Linked DNA regions of Zea mays: regions 1 and 3 are each linked to region 2. A link is a contact called in public Hi-C data. All regions are on one chromosome and are shown on one strand. The core of a region is the stretch at or near the end of the contact, and the rest is flanking DNA. Distances in the headings are between cores, read along the strand shown.

Region 1 (2,875 bases), core at 142-2,641, 210 kb after region 2:
TCGTGCGTCATATGCAAAACACATGCAAAACACGTAAGTCTATTCATTTCCCCCGATTATTGCCTACTAATGGATCGTTACATCACAAATTAGCCATGAGAAACTATCCAAGCTTAACATGACAGAAAGTCACTCGCAGCGCAGCGCTTCCATATAGTACCACCTCGTTAGCTAAAAGAGAACGAACGATCAAATGAGCTATAAGAAAAGGGTCAGGCTCGTTTTCAACTCATATCTTTCTTGACATTTTGGAGAAAATAAAGTGTAATATTTGTTTTTATCAGTTTAATATTTAATATGTGAACCATATGTGTACTTTAATATTAAAATATTTTTATTTATATCAAATATGACTGTGTGCCATCGTTACCGACAAAAATGTACTATTCAACAATGTTGAACCTCACTTCCATTCTTTGGAAGAAACTTACGGAAAAAAGATAAAACTGATCACCTCCAGGGCAAACGCTAAACATTCAACTCTCTTTGATTTATGGATCCAGAATCTGCTGTTGCCTTCTTCTGTACTTTTACTTTCTTCATTTCATTTTTTGTCTCTTGAAGTTTTGTTGTTAAACTTTTAATTTTCACTCATCTTTTGGTTTTTAATAAATTTCTACATGGGCTTCGCCTTCTCCAATTTCGTTAAAGAATGTATTATATAGTTGATAGTTCCATATATCTTTCGTAGGATCAAATAGTCTTTCATTAGCTCTAGTCAACGGAGCCAACATTTTATTAGAAATGACATTGATAGATAAACTTTTTAAATGTTTTACTCCTTGTGTCCTAATTTATTATTTATTATAATTTTTTATAAGTCTGACCAGCTCGTTTCATTCAAAATTCTTAAGAAAAAAAGAAAAAATTAAAGCCATACTTAATGTGTATTACATGATAAACAATATCACAGTAAAAATTAATAATAATTATATTTTTTAATTAGACAAGTTAATCAAAATTACGATAAAATTTTTAAATGAATTATAAATTGGAACGAAAGAGGGAAACAACAAGGGAAACATCCCGCATCACATCGCAGATAAGAAATAAAAAAACTCGCATAGCTTGAATCGGCACAGAAAGAGAAGCCAAGTTATTCATAGTAGTTGCATGTACGAGAGAAGGAACATAAAAGTGCCAAAATTGCATGATGCAATCTAGGCAAGCTCATCTACAGCATTGATCTGAGACTTTTTTATTGTAATAAATACCAAAGAGTGACTTTGTTTGTTTTATTTTAATTAACGCAAAACCGCGGCTGTGGCCACCGGCCCTCCGTTCTCCTTCCACTCGCTTTCTGGCGTGCGCCTCTTGTTTGTCTGCTTCCGTCGTTCCCTCCCCCTGTACGCCCGTGGCCGCCTTTTATAAGCACCAGCCATCTGGCCTTTTTTTTCGACAACGCCAAACATCTGGTTTCGCTGCCCCGATTCGCCACGAAGCCGCACTGTGAGAGAGGGACGCGGCCCGTTGTCCTCGGCTTGTACGCAATCCTTCCGTCGCTGCGAAGCTGATCCCTCGTGTTCGCCATGGCCCCCAGCGTCGCCGTGGAAAACCTCAACCCCAAGGTGACAGCACCGCCCGTTTTCCTCGCCCTGTCTACCTGTCTGTCCATTGAAGGTTCCGTTTTGATGGATTCTTCGGTGGGAAGTTTGGGCTTTGACGAGACAGAAAGAAGCACTGTGGATGTGCTGCGTTCTGCATATCCCTGATTCATCTGAGCCGCGGCTTTGATTCTCGTTTGCTTGAGAAATTTGGGGTGAAAAGATTATCCTTGATTCGCTGCAGTGGTACATGCGTGCTTAGTTCTTGTTCTGATGATCCGGTTTTGATTCATACTTTGAAATCAAATGAGATTTTTTTAGGATATTTGTAAAATAACTGCACCGGCGCAAAGTTCCAACAGTAAGATGTTGGGAACAAGTGTAGTTCCTTTTACCGGGATCACTAGTTGCTATCGCTCTCTCTCAACCCAGAGTTAGATCTCAGTGCGACTCGAGCTGCTGGAGTGCCTTTTCTTTTTGTTTTGTTTTGTTGTGATCGAATAGTTTAATGTCATCTATGTCAGTATCCTTTTTCTCCCCTTTGACTTCAAAAGGGGATACGGCGGTTTGTTTGAACTGCTGCCCCATTCTGGTGCAAAATGATGATAGGTTGATGCTGTACTATTTATGCGAGATCTGAGGTACTACAACGTTGGCAAGCTGTACTTTGTTACTAAACCTATTGAATGTCGTGTGATCTTGATCTCCACCTGTTTCATAGACAATAGCTTTCGTGCTTTGCTTGTCTAGGTAAGGCGAGTGTGGCTTCTCATGCCTAGCTAATACACTGACAACTATTACAGGTCTTGAAATGTGAGTATGCAGTCCGTGGCGAGATTGTCATCCATGCTCAGGTATCTTGACTACTGATGTTCAACAAGGCTTGCAGTCTAGTACTTCAGTATGTTATATATCACTCTGTTCATGTTCCCATATAATCGGTTAATCACCTCACCACAAGGCAATAACGTTAAATCATATAAGTTTTGTTAGGCTGTTGTGATAATAGTACTTGTTACACTGTTGTGGTAATAGTATTGCTTTTGATACTCAGCTTGTTCGCTGCGGCTTGCTGCGGCTGCAATCCGGCTGCGGCTGCGGCTTCTACAGTATTTTTCTCTCTATGGATTGCAGCTGCAGCAGTCCAAACAGCTGCAACAGTGTCGGCTTGTAGCCAGCCGAACACGCCCACTGCTATCTGATTTAACTGAATCAACAAAGAACAGCATAGTGCAATACCTGGAGTCACAAACATGTATTTGTGTTATAGAGCTTACTTTATAGTTTTGGAATTCTAGTTTGGTTCAGGAAGGGAATTAAGCATATAGTCT
Region 2 (3,059 bases), core at 511-3,010:
GCATCGCATCATACATCATTTTGCATCAGCAAAAAGCCATGGAGAAACAAGGAAAAGTTGCTTCTTCGAAAATATTTGTCGGATCATGAAAGAACATGTTGTAGCACAAGATATGCCTTCGACAGATATATTTTTACACATGAGGAGAATATTCGCTAGCAGTATTATTACACAACAATCGTGGCATAATACCCAGTATTGAATCGACAGGAGGGGAATCTTTTTCTTCGTGAAGCATGAAAAGAAGGGAAGATGTTTTTTCGCTAGCGGCTCAAAAACGGTATGTACGAAGGTTCGATGCATCACAAAGAAATATATTACATTAACACACATACAAATACTTGATGTTTGGTTCTTATAAAAGACGAAAGCCATGTACAAAAATTAAACTCTCAAATATACAAAGTTTTAATCTTCTTTCAACACTTTCTCAGCAGCTTCATTTAGCAGTTTGTTGACAGCTTCGTCAACAGCTTAATTAGCAATTTTAATCATATCTAGTGCTTCCTTCAAGGCTGGGTCAGCTTCGGGGTTGTATGGCTCCGGTGGGACCGTGGGAGCGAAAGTTCAGCTACATCATAAAAAAATGTTTGTTAATTTCGAAGCTGAAAACGAATTCCGAAGCTAAACCTCAGTAAGGGTACCTATAATCCTTGCACGCTCGGCAGCTTCTTCAACTCGTTTGGCTTCTTATTGAGCGTCGTGAGATTCTTTTTCATTATTTCTAATAGCTTCATCAACTATTTCACGACCACCCTTCATCCACACCTCGTAGTAAAATTTTCCGCCTAGCGCAGAAGCTTCGACCGAAAGGTTTTTAATGTCATCCGCTGAAAAACAAACTCTTACAGCCTTGGCGTGTTCGTGGCCAACACCCCAACAATTTCCATTTATATTTCCATCCGAAAACATTCGCCCCTCGCATTAACACTCTAAAGAAGTGTTAAACTTAGGACGAAGGTCCCCATTTCTAACTTGTGTTGTCTTGATTCTCGACGTCTTTAGGGATTGAAATCAAGTAGTCAACGGAGGCGGTTTTCCTTAAGAACCGGATTAGTTTCATTATAATTAATTGGAACGCAGATATCTTGCTATTGCGTTAAAAAAAACTAGGAATAAAAAAATAGAGAATCCTATGCGTGCCATTTTGATCGCAGAAGAAAAAAAATTATGCGAAAGGACTTTGGTATGTATGGTAGGAAGTTTTCCTCCATACTTTAGATGAGAAATAATGCTATGTTTTAGTGTGAGTGTTTCAACGCATCTTGTGTCTTTCTTTCGCCTTTTTTTTCTTCTCTCTCTGTTGCTGATAATAAATACTATATCTACTACGTATAAAATACATTTCTTTTACTGCGGGAAGCGTCCAGACGCCTCCCTCCTATCCTATGAGAGACCGAAACGTTTCTTGGCCGTTGAAAATGCTTTCAACGCGGTCTAAAAGGCAGCAGAGAGCACTCTAACGTTACAGCCTTTTTTCTATTTCTACGCTTCGAGGAGAATATTACACTTTAGGGTTAAGCCACAGATGATCGATTTTGTTCCAATTAGCTCAAAAGACATAAACGTCTAATAATAACGATCCATAATTTGTTAGAGGAGGGGTGTATATATATATGTGCATGAATCCTAAAGGAGAGATGGGAGACCGAGACATCGGGATCAGCCCGTGCTCAGTGCTGACGTCGTCACTCAAATGCTGTTTCGTCCCCGTCCGCCCATGTCCATCTAGAATTCGATCCAGTCCAAACTACCTTTCCCGGCTTGGTCAATCCTGTCGCCTTCGGTCCATCTCACACAGACTCCGGCCGGCGGCTCCACTCCACTGCCCCGCCGCTCGGTGCCGTACGTCGTCGTGCTCCACCGCCTCGATCCTCGGTTTATTGCTTTCCTGCATAGCTTCCTTAGCTAGCTAGGTCTCGTTTCATCAGTCTCGATCTGCTGCTCGTTGGCCGCCGGCGGCTACGAGCATGGAAACGTACACTACGGACGACGCGCTGACGGCCATGGGGTTTGGCAAGTTCCAGGCGCTTGTTCTTGTGTACGCAGGGACGGGCTGGCTGGCGGACTCCATGGAGCTCATGCTGCTCTCCTTCGTCGGACCGCTGGTTCGGCAGCAGTGGAACGTCTCTGCCCAGCACGAGAGCCTGCTCTCCAGCGTCGTCTTCACTGGCATGCTCCTGGGAGCCTGTTCCTGGGGCTATATTTCCGACAAATACGGAAGGAGGTAACTTGACCTCTCTCTGACTCTCTTTTCGTTTGCTATGTTTTGACCCTTCCATATGTGAAAAGCACAAATCTTGTACCTTGTGATGATTGCAGGACCGCTCTATTGTTCTCCGTTACTCTTACCGCTGGAGCAGGGTTGACAAGTGCTCTATCTCCTAACTACATATCCCTGCTGGCACTTCGGTTTCTTGTGGGTGTAGGAGTTGGTGGCACGCATGTATTTTCGTCTTGGTTTCTGGAATTTGTCCCTACCAAGAACCGTGGTGCCTGGATGCTTGTGTTCTCTGCTTTCTGGACCATCGGAACCATCTTCGAGGCTTCGCTTGCGTGGGTATGAATGAGTATATGACTGCACCTCACAGCTTTTCTTTCCTTTTTTTTATTGTATATGCAAGCATGTAATCGTCTTAAATATTCCTGACATCTGTAATGCATGCAGGTCGTGTTGTCAAGACTGAGCTGGCGGTGGCTGCTGGCGTTCACCTCCCTCCCATGCTTCGCCTTGCTCGTGTTTTTCGTCGTCGCACCGGAGTCGCCACGGTACCTCTGCGCGCAGAACAGAATATCCGACGCGACCCTTGTTCTTGAGAGGATGTCCAGGACGAACAAGGCCGCTCTTCCTCCCGGAGCTCTGGCATACCACCACACGGAAACGCAGCTGGGACTGGGAGAGAGTACAACAGACGACGCCTCCAAATCCGGTTCCGGTGGCATGGCTGCCCTGCGCAGGCTGTTCTCGCGCAAACTGCTGAGATCCACGCTTCTCATCTGGTTCGTTTGGTTTGCAAACTCCTTTGCCTATTACGGCCTAGTGTTGCTGACGTCGCAGC
Region 3 (3,050 bases), core at 248-2,747, 240 kb before region 2:
CCGAGTGCGGGGTTATTCGGCCCAAGGCCAGGGACAGCGGGGATGAAAACGGTCGGAAACGATCGGAAAACACTAAAACCGTTACCGTTTTCATATTTTTATCGGAAATGAAATCGGAAACGGTAATTCCGGAAACGGAAACGACATCGGTATTTCGGAATCATCGGAAACAGAAGTTCGGTACAAAAAATACATCGGTATCGGTCGGAATCTAAAATACAATCGGTAACCATATCAATATGAAAATATCACAATACAACAAAGTTTATAAATATCACAAAAACACAAGTACATGACCACCCGCACTAAAAGCAGATTCTGAATTGTGGAGAAGGCCTTCCACACCGTTCTAGCCGAGATCTACCGGATAATCAGCAAGAAGCCCCTGTCTTCGGAGGAGTCTGGTTTGGGGTCTGGTAACCTCAGAGAGAGACAGTCCATTCAAGTGTCAGCAACAAATTCTGGCGGCCTTACGTCGCGGTGCTGCTCTTCTTAGAGCCACGCCCACCAGGATCATCTGAAGAACAACAGTTCGTCAAGAAGGTCCTCTCTTCCGAGTCGAAATATTTACTCCCCTTTGTGTGAACAATAAGTGTAGATTTAAAGAATGTCAGGCTCGAGACACTGACTATATACTTGACCTGCATAGTCATGTTCCGTCGAGAGGTGCTGTGGGAGAAAAGTTTTATTGCTCTCGAGCATAGAAGAAGGCTGTGTGTATCAGACCCCAGCAAAGCTGCTTGCTATTAACTCGTGGCAGGGTAGTCTCTGTGATTTTGCAGCTATAATTTTGTTGGGGGTTAATTACTATGACTGCGGAAGTTGTCGTGGCTTGTGGCAACTTGATTCCCGACGTATTCTAGAATCCTCTTTGCTATCCGTTTGGCATCTGGTTCTTCCTGTTTATTTATCCTCACCAACCAAGCGCACTGGAGTTTATCCTAGGAACATGACATTTGATAACGAAATTGATACTTCTCTGTGGAGGAAAAATTTAATACTTTGCTATAATATCCCCTTAACCAGTGGCCAGTGGGTGCGTCAGTTCGTCCGGCGCGCGAGGAGGAGGAAGAGCAGCGGATGCGTCCGGCGCGCGAGGAGGAAGAGCAGCGGCAGGAGGAGGACTGGAGTGTGTCTGTGCAGGTGCAGCTGGGTGCGTGTGCGTCCATGGCGGCTGGAGTTGCCCTTGCTTGGAGTGGGTGCGTCCGTGCGTCCATGGCGGCTGGGTGCGTCCGGCAGAGGGTGCGTGCATCCATGGCCACAAAGCTAGATTAGGGATTACAGATTACTTACTGGATTGGGGCCTTGGGGGCAGTGTGTTCGTCCGTGGTCTGCACGTGCAGCCCGGCAGAGAGGAAAGGAGGAAGACGAGTCACGCCGTCACGGAATTTGGGGGCACGCCATGGAGCGCCGAGCTGAGCAGTGGCGACTGGCGGTGGCGGCTATGCTTGCTGTGCGGCTGTGCCTGGGCGAGGGGCGAGGGCGACGGAAGACTGCAAGTGGAAGAGCAGTGGCCGACGACAATTGGGTTGTGGACTTGTGGTGGCCTGGGCTGCTTGCTGAACCATGGGCCGCCCATGAGTTGTGAATTTAGAATTTGAGCTGGACCATGAGTTTCGATAAATTCTGAATTTTGAATTCGGTAAATTCCGACTCAAAACGGTAACTGAAGAAAACGGTCGATAAAGGATTGTACCGATTTCAATACCGATTCTGATCTAAAATTCCGATGACCGATTCCGATTTCGAGAAATACCGATACCGACGATTCCGGTCGGAAAAAATTCTAAAACCGTTTTCATCCCTTGGGGCGCCTTCTCTTGGGTTGGTTTTTTTAAGTATTTCTTTTGCAATTTTTTCGTTATTTTTTTCTTTATCTTTTTTTTTGTTTGTTACTCTTTTATTTCGTATTTATTTTCTCCGTGACACACTTTTTGTCGATGACTCGATGGTTAATATAAAAATTGATTCCAAATTAGGGGAGAAATGATAACAATTATTAGGACATTGTAAATAAACACAATGGAATATTTTTTGTTTTATTTATGTTGAACATCTTTTCTTAATGAAGCTAGAAACCGTTTTCACTTGAACATAGAATATTTTCACAATCTATAATGTTTTCTTGTAAATATGTAATAATTTTATTACAATAATTTTATCTTCAACCTTTGACAATTGCTAAGTGAATCTAAAATACTTTTGTCCTAAACATGGGACGAGGGTTCTCGAATATTGTTTTTCTTGAAAAAAATGGTATGGACTCACCAAAAAGAATGTTATATTTGTTGCAATGAAGAGTCAAAGACTAGTGACGAGTGCCAATATTTCTGTGGTGGTGTTTGCTTTGGTTTTTTAGCTTCTGACCGCTAGAAGCTGCTACATACGGTCAAATGTTTAGCTTTTCAGTTCACGTTTGTAAGAATCACTTTGGTGAAAATCGTCCAAACGTGGACACATAATCGTGCGAGACTTCGCGATAGTAGGAATCTGTAACTTTCTAGATTCTAAACCCTACAGCCCCCTTTTATCTTCCTGACACCTAGAGGGGTGAATAGGTGATCCTGCAAAACTTGTTTCAAACAACATAAACTAGGTCCAATTTATGGGTTAGAGTAACTAAAAACCAAGTTCGGATGAGAAGATGAGAGAAAGAAAGACTCTTTACTTGATTGCTCACTTGAAATGTGCATTAAGCTAGGAGCAATATGTAAGTGAATGTTTGGGGATTTTCTCTTCCGAAGGTCATAAAAAACACGACTAATCATTTATTTATAGCATAATGTCGAGTATTACAGTAGCTTTGTCATGAACGAAGGTTCACGATGGGAGTCTTCTTCTCCGCCGAAGGTCTTTAAGACAAAGATATAGCCCGAAACACGATTAACGATGAATGTTGAAGCTATAGCCGAAGAGCAACAACTTCGGCTTAAAGTAGTGTCAAGATCAAGTATGATGTTGAGCCGAAGATGAAAAGGCTAGCTAGTCCCTAATGATTTATGTTACAATTATGAACACATGTTAAGGTCATAAATGTATTTTTACCCGGG

What was found. A called contact is a pair of places that touch in the nucleus more often than the background predicts.
Region 1: a Hi-C map of bundle sheath shows a contact between it and region 2, with 6 times the contacts expected there. The contact joins the promoter of LOC100193705 here to the promoter of LOC100281528 in region 2. A contact is called at or near these places in 8 of 25 Hi-C or Micro-C datasets (bundle sheath, ear, endosperm and 2 more) and 1 of 3 datasets of contacts at active chromatin or transcription factors (seedling).
Region 3: a contact with region 2 is called in a Hi-C map of ear, with 2.2 times the contacts expected there. The contact joins the promoter of LOC100383838 here to the promoter of LOC100281528 in region 2. A contact is called at or near these places in 2 of 25 Hi-C or Micro-C datasets (bundle sheath and ear).

Annotation. Positions count from the first base shown.
Region 1 is chr1:145,242,813-145,245,687 of Zm-B73-REFERENCE-NAM-5.0, forward strand. It overlaps LOC100193705 (Alanine aminotransferase 2 mitochondrial), which reads left to right and starts at 1,392. Exons shown (of 15, transcript NM_001327768.1): 1 at 1,392-1,568; 2 at 2,348-2,398. The coding sequence starts at 1,530.
Region 2 is chr1:145,035,218-145,038,276 of Zm-B73-REFERENCE-NAM-5.0, forward strand. LOC100281528 (synaptic vesicle 2-related protein) reads left to right here and starts at 1,761. Exons shown (of 3, transcript NM_001154446.1): 1 at 1,761-2,227; 2 at 2,323-2,560; 3 at 2,669-3,059. The coding sequence starts at 1,971.
Region 3 is chr1:144,796,210-144,799,259 of Zm-B73-REFERENCE-NAM-5.0, forward strand. It overlaps LOC100383838 (Pumilio homolog 23), which reads right to left and starts at 1,498. Exons shown (of 11, transcript NM_001362164.1): 1 at 1,294-1,498.